2 separate regions of the Mus musculus genome follow, and region 1 is linked to region 2. The links are chromatin contacts, called in public Micro-C maps. All regions are on one chromosome and are shown on one strand. The core of a region is the stretch at or near the end of the contact, and the rest is flanking DNA. Distances in the headings are between cores, read along the strand shown.

Region 1 (4,361 bases), core at 677-3,176, 150 kb before region 2:
TTTAGGTGCTGTTTCCGGCTCTGACTTTCCTAGCATTGAGGCTGCTAGCCCATGAGTCCTGATCTGGCTCTCTGTGTACATGTTCGGTCAGCACAGAGCCAGGAAAGGCTGTTCCTAGGATGAAGGGTGACTGATAACCTCTATCAGTTTACAAGCTGACTGGAACCTCAGAACAAGAGAGGCTACTGCCACACAGGCAGAGAGGCCAGAATGTTGCTGTATGTGTGTGTGCTCATATTTGTGTGTGAGCACATGTGAATGTGTGTGTGTGTGCACGTGTGTGAGTGCATGTGTGTGCACACGTGTGTGAGACATGTGTGTGTACATATGTGTGTGTATGTGCATGCACGTGTGCATAAGTATCTCTGTGTGTACACAGGCCATATGCTTTGTTTCACCTGCAGTGCACACACATCTTTCTCAGTAGTTTTGCTTCAGCATAACTCACACTGTGGTAATGGTATTAATTTTTTGTCGTGTCAGTGTCAAGCATTTACCCTGCATGCTGCTCATCCTTTGCCTTGATGTTTCCTTTGGTGCTGAGAGTTTAGCTTTCACACAAAGTGTACTCATCTAGGCTTTTTTTCTTAGAAAGTTCTTTCCCACTGGGATTCGGCATCTATTTCCCTCCTTTTTTTTCCTTCCTGTTCCTTTTAATGGTGAAGTTATTTTCTGTCATCTCTGTCTTACCTGCAGCCCACACAGTGAGGTACAAACTCTGCTCTAAAGGCCTCCCTGCTTATATCCCCATCACCTGACTGTGTGTGTCCATGCCCCTGGGGCTTCAGCACATTTATTTGGGCTCCTGTCTCTAAGAGTGGCCCCAGCCTTCCTCAGTGACTACAGAGGTTTTATCCTTGTTTCCATGGCCACTCTGTGGATGAAGAAGACAGATCAGGTCCCTATGGACTCCCCCTCAACTCTACTGCTTCCCTACCTCACTAGCATCCTACCTCCATTCTCCTGAATACTGGACATGGTGCCAAAATGTATTTCCTGCAGAACAGCCTTCATGGTACCCCACTCATATACCAGCCATCACTCTGAGAATGTTCTAGAAATACCAGCTTCTCTCACCATTCCTTCTCTCACCCCCAGTGTCTGGTTTTCAACTCTGTGTCATTATCAGAAAATGCATGCCCGGGCTCCCTAGCTCAGTTGGCAGAGTGTTTGCCTAGCACACACAGAGCTCTGGGTTTTACCCTTAGAGCTGCATAAAACAGGTGTGGCAGCAGACATCTGTAATACCAGCATTTGTGAGCTGGAAGCAGGAGGTCAGAAGTTCAAGGCCATTCTTGATTCCATAACAAATTCAGGGCCAGCCTGGAATACATGAAATCCTGCAGAAAGGAAGGAAGAAGGGAAAGAAAGAAGGAAGGAAGGTAAGGAGGGAGGGAGGGAGGAGGGAGGGAGGGTCTGTAGTGCAGGTGAATATTAGCAAAATTGTGACAGGTCTGCCATCTCTCAGTAGTTTCACTTCAGGCAGAGAAGAAAGTGGGTGAAGGACATTAATAAGGAAGGCAGGTAGCATGAGTCAGGATTCCCCCAGGAAACTCTGTGTGGGAAGGCAGAAAGGACCAGGGCTAGATCTGACTCTTGAACAAAGACAGAGACAGCCTGGCTTCTGTGTCACTCATCTGTATGTTGTGATGCAGCTATGGATAAGTTGGGGACAGAGTTAAAGTTTCTGTCTCCCTACTTTTGGCCAAAACTTTAAGTAAATTAACCTTTTAATTTCTTTTGATATGTTATACTGTTTTCTCGTAATTTGGATGAGTATTTGGGTCTAGAACCAGATTTAATAGCCTGGGCTCCAGTGACGGAGCATGCCAGGACACACAGAAACAGTTATCTGGTTGGTGTCTTTTGGACGTCCCACCCCCAGAGTTTTGTTTGTGACTCACTGTTCCTGAATAGCTCCACCCTAGGACATCCCTATCTGGTGACTTGTTGCAAGTTACCGTACACGTGGTATAGCACAGAGCCTCATAATGACTGACTAGCCTTGTTTTTTGGCCACAAACCCCATGATTCCAACTTGGCCTGTCATTGGGAAGAATAGAGTCCTGTGTCTCTACTGGATCCTGGCTCAGACACCAGCACGGAACGGTTGTTTGACGGTACAATAGAATCAGAGGCCTAGAAGTAGGAAAGATACAGACTCCCTATGTGCACAGAGAGTCTGGACAGGGAGAGCCCCACAGCTAGAGTAGAAATTCCCAGAGGGTGAACTTGTGCATCACCAGGGCAGTCAAAGTCCCAGGGAAGGTACTGGAAGGTATAGGCTCCCAGCAGGGTCTGAGAACTGGGTGAGCTACCAGTCAGAATAGGGGCAGCCTAGGGTGCTTGAATCAGGCAAGCAGCAGGACCAAGCTGTAGAAACAGTGGCTACATCCAGACTAGTTGACAAGTGGAGAAAGGATCCGTCTCAATTAACACTAGAGTTGGACCCAGGGTAATGTCCCTCAACTTATTAATGGTAATTGCTGGGACATTGACCTTGCCCTGTAGAGGTTAGCAGAGTGGGAGTCAGGAGGGGGCTCTGGCTAGGAATCAGGTCAGCAGAGCTGCCACCAGCATGGCCCAGGTCTTGTCTTGTGTCTATCGAGGTTGAAGCAGGAGACACTGCAGGGATGGGGGTTGCTCCTCCTCAGAGGACAGGCCTCTGGGAGTAGGACTCAGCTCCCCTCTGCCTTTCCCCTGTCTCTGATTTTGCTTCCTAGTCCCTTTTGTCTCTGTTCCACTTCTTGCCAGAGCCATGCCAGAGTCTGTAGAGTTTGTGAAGTCAGTCAGCCACTCAACAAATGCTTCCCTGGTTATGTGGTCTGGGGAACTAATCTAGATTCTTCCAGACCTTGGATCAAGTAATCAGTTTTCCTGGGGACAAATGTCTTGCTGGAGGCTTGTAAGTGTCCCATCAGGGTGGCCTTGCAAGCAGGTGGCTTCATGCAGGATTCTAAACCAGTGGTTTTTGAAAGATGTGCTTGGAGCTACCTTTCAACAGGGTGACCAGGGATTGTTCAGCAGTTATCTGATATGACTGAAGGCATGCAGACAGCTCCCCTCTATATGTCTCGGTGTATCTCCTTGTCCCTTTGGAAGTCAGCCTGTGTGACAGGACCATGTCTGCTGGGACAGCCTCTCTTGCAGTTGTAATGGTTGGTAGGGCTCTTGCTGTCGTGGGGGTGGGAACCCGTGCAGTTTGCTCCGAAGTGTCTCTGCTGAGTTATTGGTTTAATAGCTAAGGAACGGCAGGGTGCCAGAAATGCTCCTCGCGGGCTCTGGGATCTGGGAGGGGGTCTGGGGCAGGGCCTATCATTGCCCTAGGGGTATCCTGCTCCCAGTCAGGTGCCAAGAATGCAGGCAGAGAGATTTATCTCTCTAGCTTTACGAGGCACTAACCGGAGAAGGCTGAGAGTCAGAAGCTGAATAATTGATTGTCCTGGCTTGCTGGGGGATGAGCTGGATTGAGAAGGTGGAGGCCCCACCCGTGCTGAAACCGTATTGAGAAGATGTGGTCACAGCCTGACTGGTGGACCCAAACTTGGGTACAGGGTCACAAGAGCCTTGGGTTAGTGTCAGAGGCTGTGATCCCTGGGTCACGCACAAGGATTCCACGAGTTCAAAGGACCATAGTGTTGGCTCCCCTCCAATCCCTTTACTTGCATGTATGTCCACCTTCCCAGCCTCACAACTCCATCAGCCAGGGCCAGGCTACCCTCCATCCACTCTCCCCATCACCCATCATCACAGGGAGCTTGTGCAGTCTCAGCAGGCTTTGTACTTGGCTTCCTGAGTGCTGAGAGATTAATGAAAGGCAGGGAGTGATGGGGCATTCTGCCACCTGGTCCTGCCTCCTTGGCCCTCTCCCGGGAGGACCCCAACATCTACACGGGTCTCAGCCCTCTCCCAGGAGGACCCCAACATCTACACGGGCGTGCCACCTCTTATTTTGTGCTCTTTCTTCTCTATCTTTCCCTGCCCCCTTCTCCAGCCAGGAGACTCTCAGTCTAGGACAGATTTCCTAGGGAGAGGTGGGCTGCCATGAGCCTGGGCAAGTAAGATGTACCTTAGGACCAACCTGGTGTGAGTCTGCACCCCCCCTCCCCACTGAGGGTGCCATCCCTTCCTGAGTTCTTGGTGACTATGAGCCTGTCCTGTCCTGAAGGGCTCACACCCTGTGCCCTGAAGAGGTCTTGCTCACAAGCCGGTGCCCCCTGCTCAAGCCAATGGGTTTCTCTCTGGCACAGGGCACCATTTGCTTGCTTTTTTTTGTTTTGTTTTTGTATTTTGTTTTTTGAGACAGGGTTTCTCTGTGTAGCCCTGGCTGTCCTGGAACTTACTCTGTAGACCAGGCTGGC
Region 2 (4,488 bases), core at 1,840-4,339:
CATCCAAGCAGGCATGGAGTAGGAGGAGCTGAGGGTTCTACATCTTGTACCGAAGGCAAACAGAAGGGTTTCAGGGACAGTGAAAAGAAGGGTCTTATTGCCCACCCCCACAGTGACACACTTTCTCCAACAAGGCCACACCACCTAATAGTATCACTCCCTGGGCCAATCATATTAAACCATCACATGGGTTTTATAAAATATGAATTTTATCTCACAGGGCATAACATTTTTGTGATTTGTCTCCAATATAATGCATCAAATTAACTATCCTGATTCCTACAGGCTTCCTGAGCTGAGTAGGTGGGTGGAATATTTGAGACTCCACCAAGCTCTCTGCCAGTCACTTTATTCGATGTTTCTGAGTGGGAAGACAGCTTGTTTTCTTTATCAGGGATCACCCCACACGCACACTCTGAATCCATTGCCCATCCACTCTGATCTTTTCCATGATCTTCGTCGAGGGGCCAGGAAACACATGGAGACGGCAGCTGATCTTACTGGCAGGAGTTTGCTTGAATATCTTTATTTCTAGCTACTAGGGAGCCACTGGACCACAGTATAGCTGAGGACAGCAGACTTTGGTGTGTGTCTTAGTGTGTTCTATGGCTGTGAAGAGATGCCATGAACAAGGCAACTTATAGGAAAAAAAAAAACATTTAATTGGAGGCTTGCATAAAACTGTAAAGTTTCAAAGGGTGAGTCCAGCATCACCACAGTGGGAAAAAAAGGTGGGGCATGGAGGGGGAAGCAAGTAGGAAGACAGAAAGACATAGAGGCAGGCAGGCAGGCAGAAGACATGGTGTGAGAGTTTATAACTGATCCGAAAGCAAGAGGCAGAGAAAGAGAGAGAGAGAGAGAGAGAGAGAGAGAGAGAGAGAGAGAGGGAGGGAGGGAGGGAGGGAGGGAGGGAGGGAGGGAGAGAGAGAGACTGGGTCTGATGTGAGCATTTGAAACCTCAAAGCCCACCCCAGTGACACACCTACACACCTCCTCTAACAAGTCCACACCTCCTGATTCTTCTCAAAACAGTTCCACCAACTGGGGACCAAGCATTTAATATATAAGTCTCTGGGGCCATTCTCATTCAAACCACCACAGTGTGTGTTTTAAATACCCCCAAATATTGAATATATAGAAATACTTTACTTCATTTTAATTTTTGAGACTTTCATACATGAGAATTATCAGTTACTATCCTCCGTCTTGCCACTCCAGCTCCTACTATGTGTTCCACCAGACCCCTGCTCAAATTCATGACTTCTATTATATATGTGTGTGTGTGTATGTGTGTGTGTATATATATATATATATATATATATATATATATGGAGAGAGAGAGAGAGAGAATACGGAGTGGCACTATTAGAAGGTGTGGCCTTGTTGGAGTAGGTGTGTCACTGTGGGCATGGGCTTAAGACCCTCATCCTAGCTGCCTGGAAGCCAGTATTCTACTAGCAGCCTTCAGATGAAGATGTTGCACTCTCATCTCTGCCTGTACCATGCCTGCCTGGATACTGCCATGTTCCCACCTTGATGATAATGGACTGAACCTCTAAACTTGTAAGCCAGCCCCAATTAAATTTTGTCCTTGTAAGAGTTGCCTTGGTCATGATGTCTGTTCATTGCAGTAAAACCCTAAGACAGAATATATATAGAATGTATATATAATTATATATACATGTATAACTATATATGTATACATAGATATATAATTAGAGGTGTACATATACTCATAGTTATAGAGGCATATAATTATAGAATTATATATTTGTAAAATATATACATATCTAACTATAGAAGAAGTAATGGATTTGATGTATCTCCTACTGAGCCCAGTTGGTGCTCCCATATGTACTTAGGCTTGGATGGGCAACTGCCAGGGCCCCATCCCTGAAGAGAGCTGGTTCTTCTGCTCTCAGCAGCTATTGGCCACTGTAGCTCTTCACGCCTTGTGAACCTGTCCCCATCTCACACTGACGTGTGACTGCTGTGGTCTTGTGTTGGGAGTTCATGGAACAGATCCTGTCAGGTCCAGAAGACGCTGTCTCAAAGCAGATCTTGCAGGTGTCCTCCTCTTCCATGGCATTCCCTGAGCCTACGGTATGGGTGTGTTACACACGTCCTCCCATTTGAGGCTGGACTGTTTTCTGTTGCTTTCCCTCAGCACCTTGACCTGTTTTGTTTCTCTGTAATAGCCTCCATTGGCTGCAAAAAGAAACTTGTTTGATGAGGGATGAGATCCGTGCTTTATCTAGAGACACTAGTGGAGAAGCCTCCGTTGAGATAAGGTAAACAGTGAAACATAGAGACGTGTGATCACCCACCCATTCCTGGTGGCCATCAGTCAAAGCTGGAGCAGTATTTAGCCCCTAAGTGTCTCATTTCCCTGTTCTTCAATGTGGAAATGTTAACAGGACCTTCTTGATGGTATTTCATTATTTTGAAGATAAACTGGGGGAAAAAAACTTTGAAGAAAAAAAGTCTGGTACTTTCTAAGAATTACCAAAAAATTTTTTTTCAGTTATGTGTCTGGAAGAATTAACAAGACCTGTTGTCAAGGTGACATCTAGAGAAGGCACACAGTCACAGCTCCAGAGTGGGTAGAGCCTTACTGGAACTCTGCAGAGGTTGGAGACTCTGTAGCTGCTGGCAAAGCCAGCTGTGTCATGTGATTCGAATGGCAGCAACTCCTACCTTAAGGCCGAGCACACAGCAATTCAGACTAAGGGGGTCTCCCCAGATCACATCGCCGGGCAATAATGACTGCAGGGTAGAGAAACTTGTTAGTTCCATAACGGCAGAGACCCTCTCACCATCTGGAGATCTCTGGGTCATGCTCTGGATAGCAAACCTAGGACCTATCATGGTTTTCCCAAATCCTCCTGCCTCACGATGATGACAGGGAAATGGGTGGTTTCCTGGAGAAAGGCCCTCGCTTCACAGAATGGCACAAATTCTGAGTCACCTCTTGGATATTTCACCCTTTGACATGACAGATAATGCCTTTCTGCAGGATGGAGACCTATGAACATCCAGGGGTGAGGCATGCCCAGATTCCCACTGCCTTCTAGCGCCGACCACCCTGGAAGGCCTGTTGTCTGCTGGACCCCTAACGGGCTCAGAATTCAGAGCGTTCTAAGCCAACTGCCCACATGGGCAGTTTTCCCTAACAAACCTTATCTGGAGACAAGCAGTTAGGCTCAAAAAAGTCAGGAAGGTGGCTCCAGGCTTCAGCTGTGTAAAGGAAAGTCTTTGGGCTCCCAGGTCTCTGCTGACTGAAGTCTGACCTACTGGCTGGGCATGTGGACAGAAGCCAGGCTGAGAGCTGCTGGGAGCACACCCACTCCATGAGCTCACAGTCTTTGCTTTGAGTCTCAGTCTTGATATGCAAAGCAAGGCTTAGGAAGATGGATCTCTCGAAGTGTGCTGTGAACTTATGAACAAAGCATTCATGGGACTGACTGAAAGACACCGCTCTCACTGAGAGGAAGCAACACAGTAAGCAAAGCCTGGGCATGATTGCTGGCTAGCCTGTCCTCAGGTTCCACTTATGAGCCAATGTGTGACATGGGGAAGACACCTGATGTTCTGTCCTTGGTTCCTGCTCTGTGGTACTGGAATGCTCTCAGGGCCCAGTTACTAGTGCTGTAAGGTGTAAAACAAAACACAGACAAAGCCTGAGGAAGAATGAGTGCTGCATCCCATCAAGGGCCCAGAGCGTGAGCCCGATGTGCGGGATGGACAAGGAAACGTGGGGTAGACGTGACACAGAAGATGTATTACAATCTAGGCTTCCCGTGGCTTGATGCTTTGTAGCTTTCACAGAGGATCTGTTATCACCCATGTGATTCTATGTTGACCCTGTGGGGTGACTTGTGAGTTGAGCAGTAGCTGTGCCCCGTTTTACACATGGAGAGAGGGTGATAGGCCCAAGACGTGAAATATTGCTTCCTTGGGAGCAGAAGGTTTCACACGTGAGTCATCTGCTCATGTTCCGGTGAGAGGTGAGGGGCCTCCTTTACTCGATTTCCCAAGTGTTATCAGTCCCAAGTGGCTATGGGATAGATGTCCAGTATGAGGCCTGAGCCAAGAGAAGGGCAAGAGCTGGCCCAGAAGTGGCAATGACCTGGGTCAATCCTGATCAAATTAGCTATGCCATTTTCCTGAGAGGCAGACCACATCCTGTCTCTTTTTCCCAGTGTCTTTACCTCTCAGTGTCCCCCTGGAGGTCAGCTGACTAATTGAGGGACTCCCTACTGCTTCCTCTGACTAAGTGGCTCAGCTCTCAGGCCTTTCCCCAACTTGAAGCACTCCCCATCAGAATGCTATGACCATGCATACGCCTGGATTTAGCTGCCATATTACTGGGGATGAAGTAACTCAGTTGCTCCATGTTACAGAGGCTAGTAGAAGAAGCTGGAGTATATCCAGAGGGTGTCACTGCTGATCTGACAGCAGGTGGGGGAGGACCTAGCTAAGAAGAGA

The links. A called contact is a pair of places that touch in the nucleus more often than the background predicts.
Region 1: a Micro-C map of the HL-1 cell line shows a contact between it and region 2, with 4 times the contacts expected there. The contact joins two enhancer-like sites. A contact is called at or near these places in 2 of 15 datasets of contacts at CTCF or cohesin (both in the NIH/3T3 cell line), 7 of 484 Hi-C or Micro-C datasets (CD4 T cells, the CH12 cell line, the HL-1 cell line and 3 more), 1 of 115 datasets of contacts at active chromatin or transcription factors (the NIH/3T3 cell line) and 1 of 9 other capture datasets (embryonic stem cells).

What each region holds. Positions count from the first base shown.
Region 1 is chr16:18,180,561-18,184,921 of GRCm38.p6, reverse strand. No RefSeq gene overlaps it. Among named protein-coding and RNA genes, the nearest start is that of Gm34679, 13 kb to the right of the region's middle. Within about 2 kb of position 1,926, at least 22 of the 459 cell types and tissues checked have an H3K27ac peak or open chromatin away from gene starts, as enhancers often do. A contact at or near this core is called in the HL-1 cell line, where this site is marked.
Region 2 is chr16:18,027,297-18,031,784 of GRCm38.p6, reverse strand. No RefSeq gene overlaps it. Among named protein-coding and RNA genes, the nearest start is that of Dgcr6, 37 kb to the left of the region's middle. Within about 2 kb of position 3,089, at least 4 of the 459 cell types and tissues checked have an H3K27ac peak or open chromatin away from gene starts, as enhancers often do. A contact at or near this core is called in the HL-1 cell line, where this site is marked.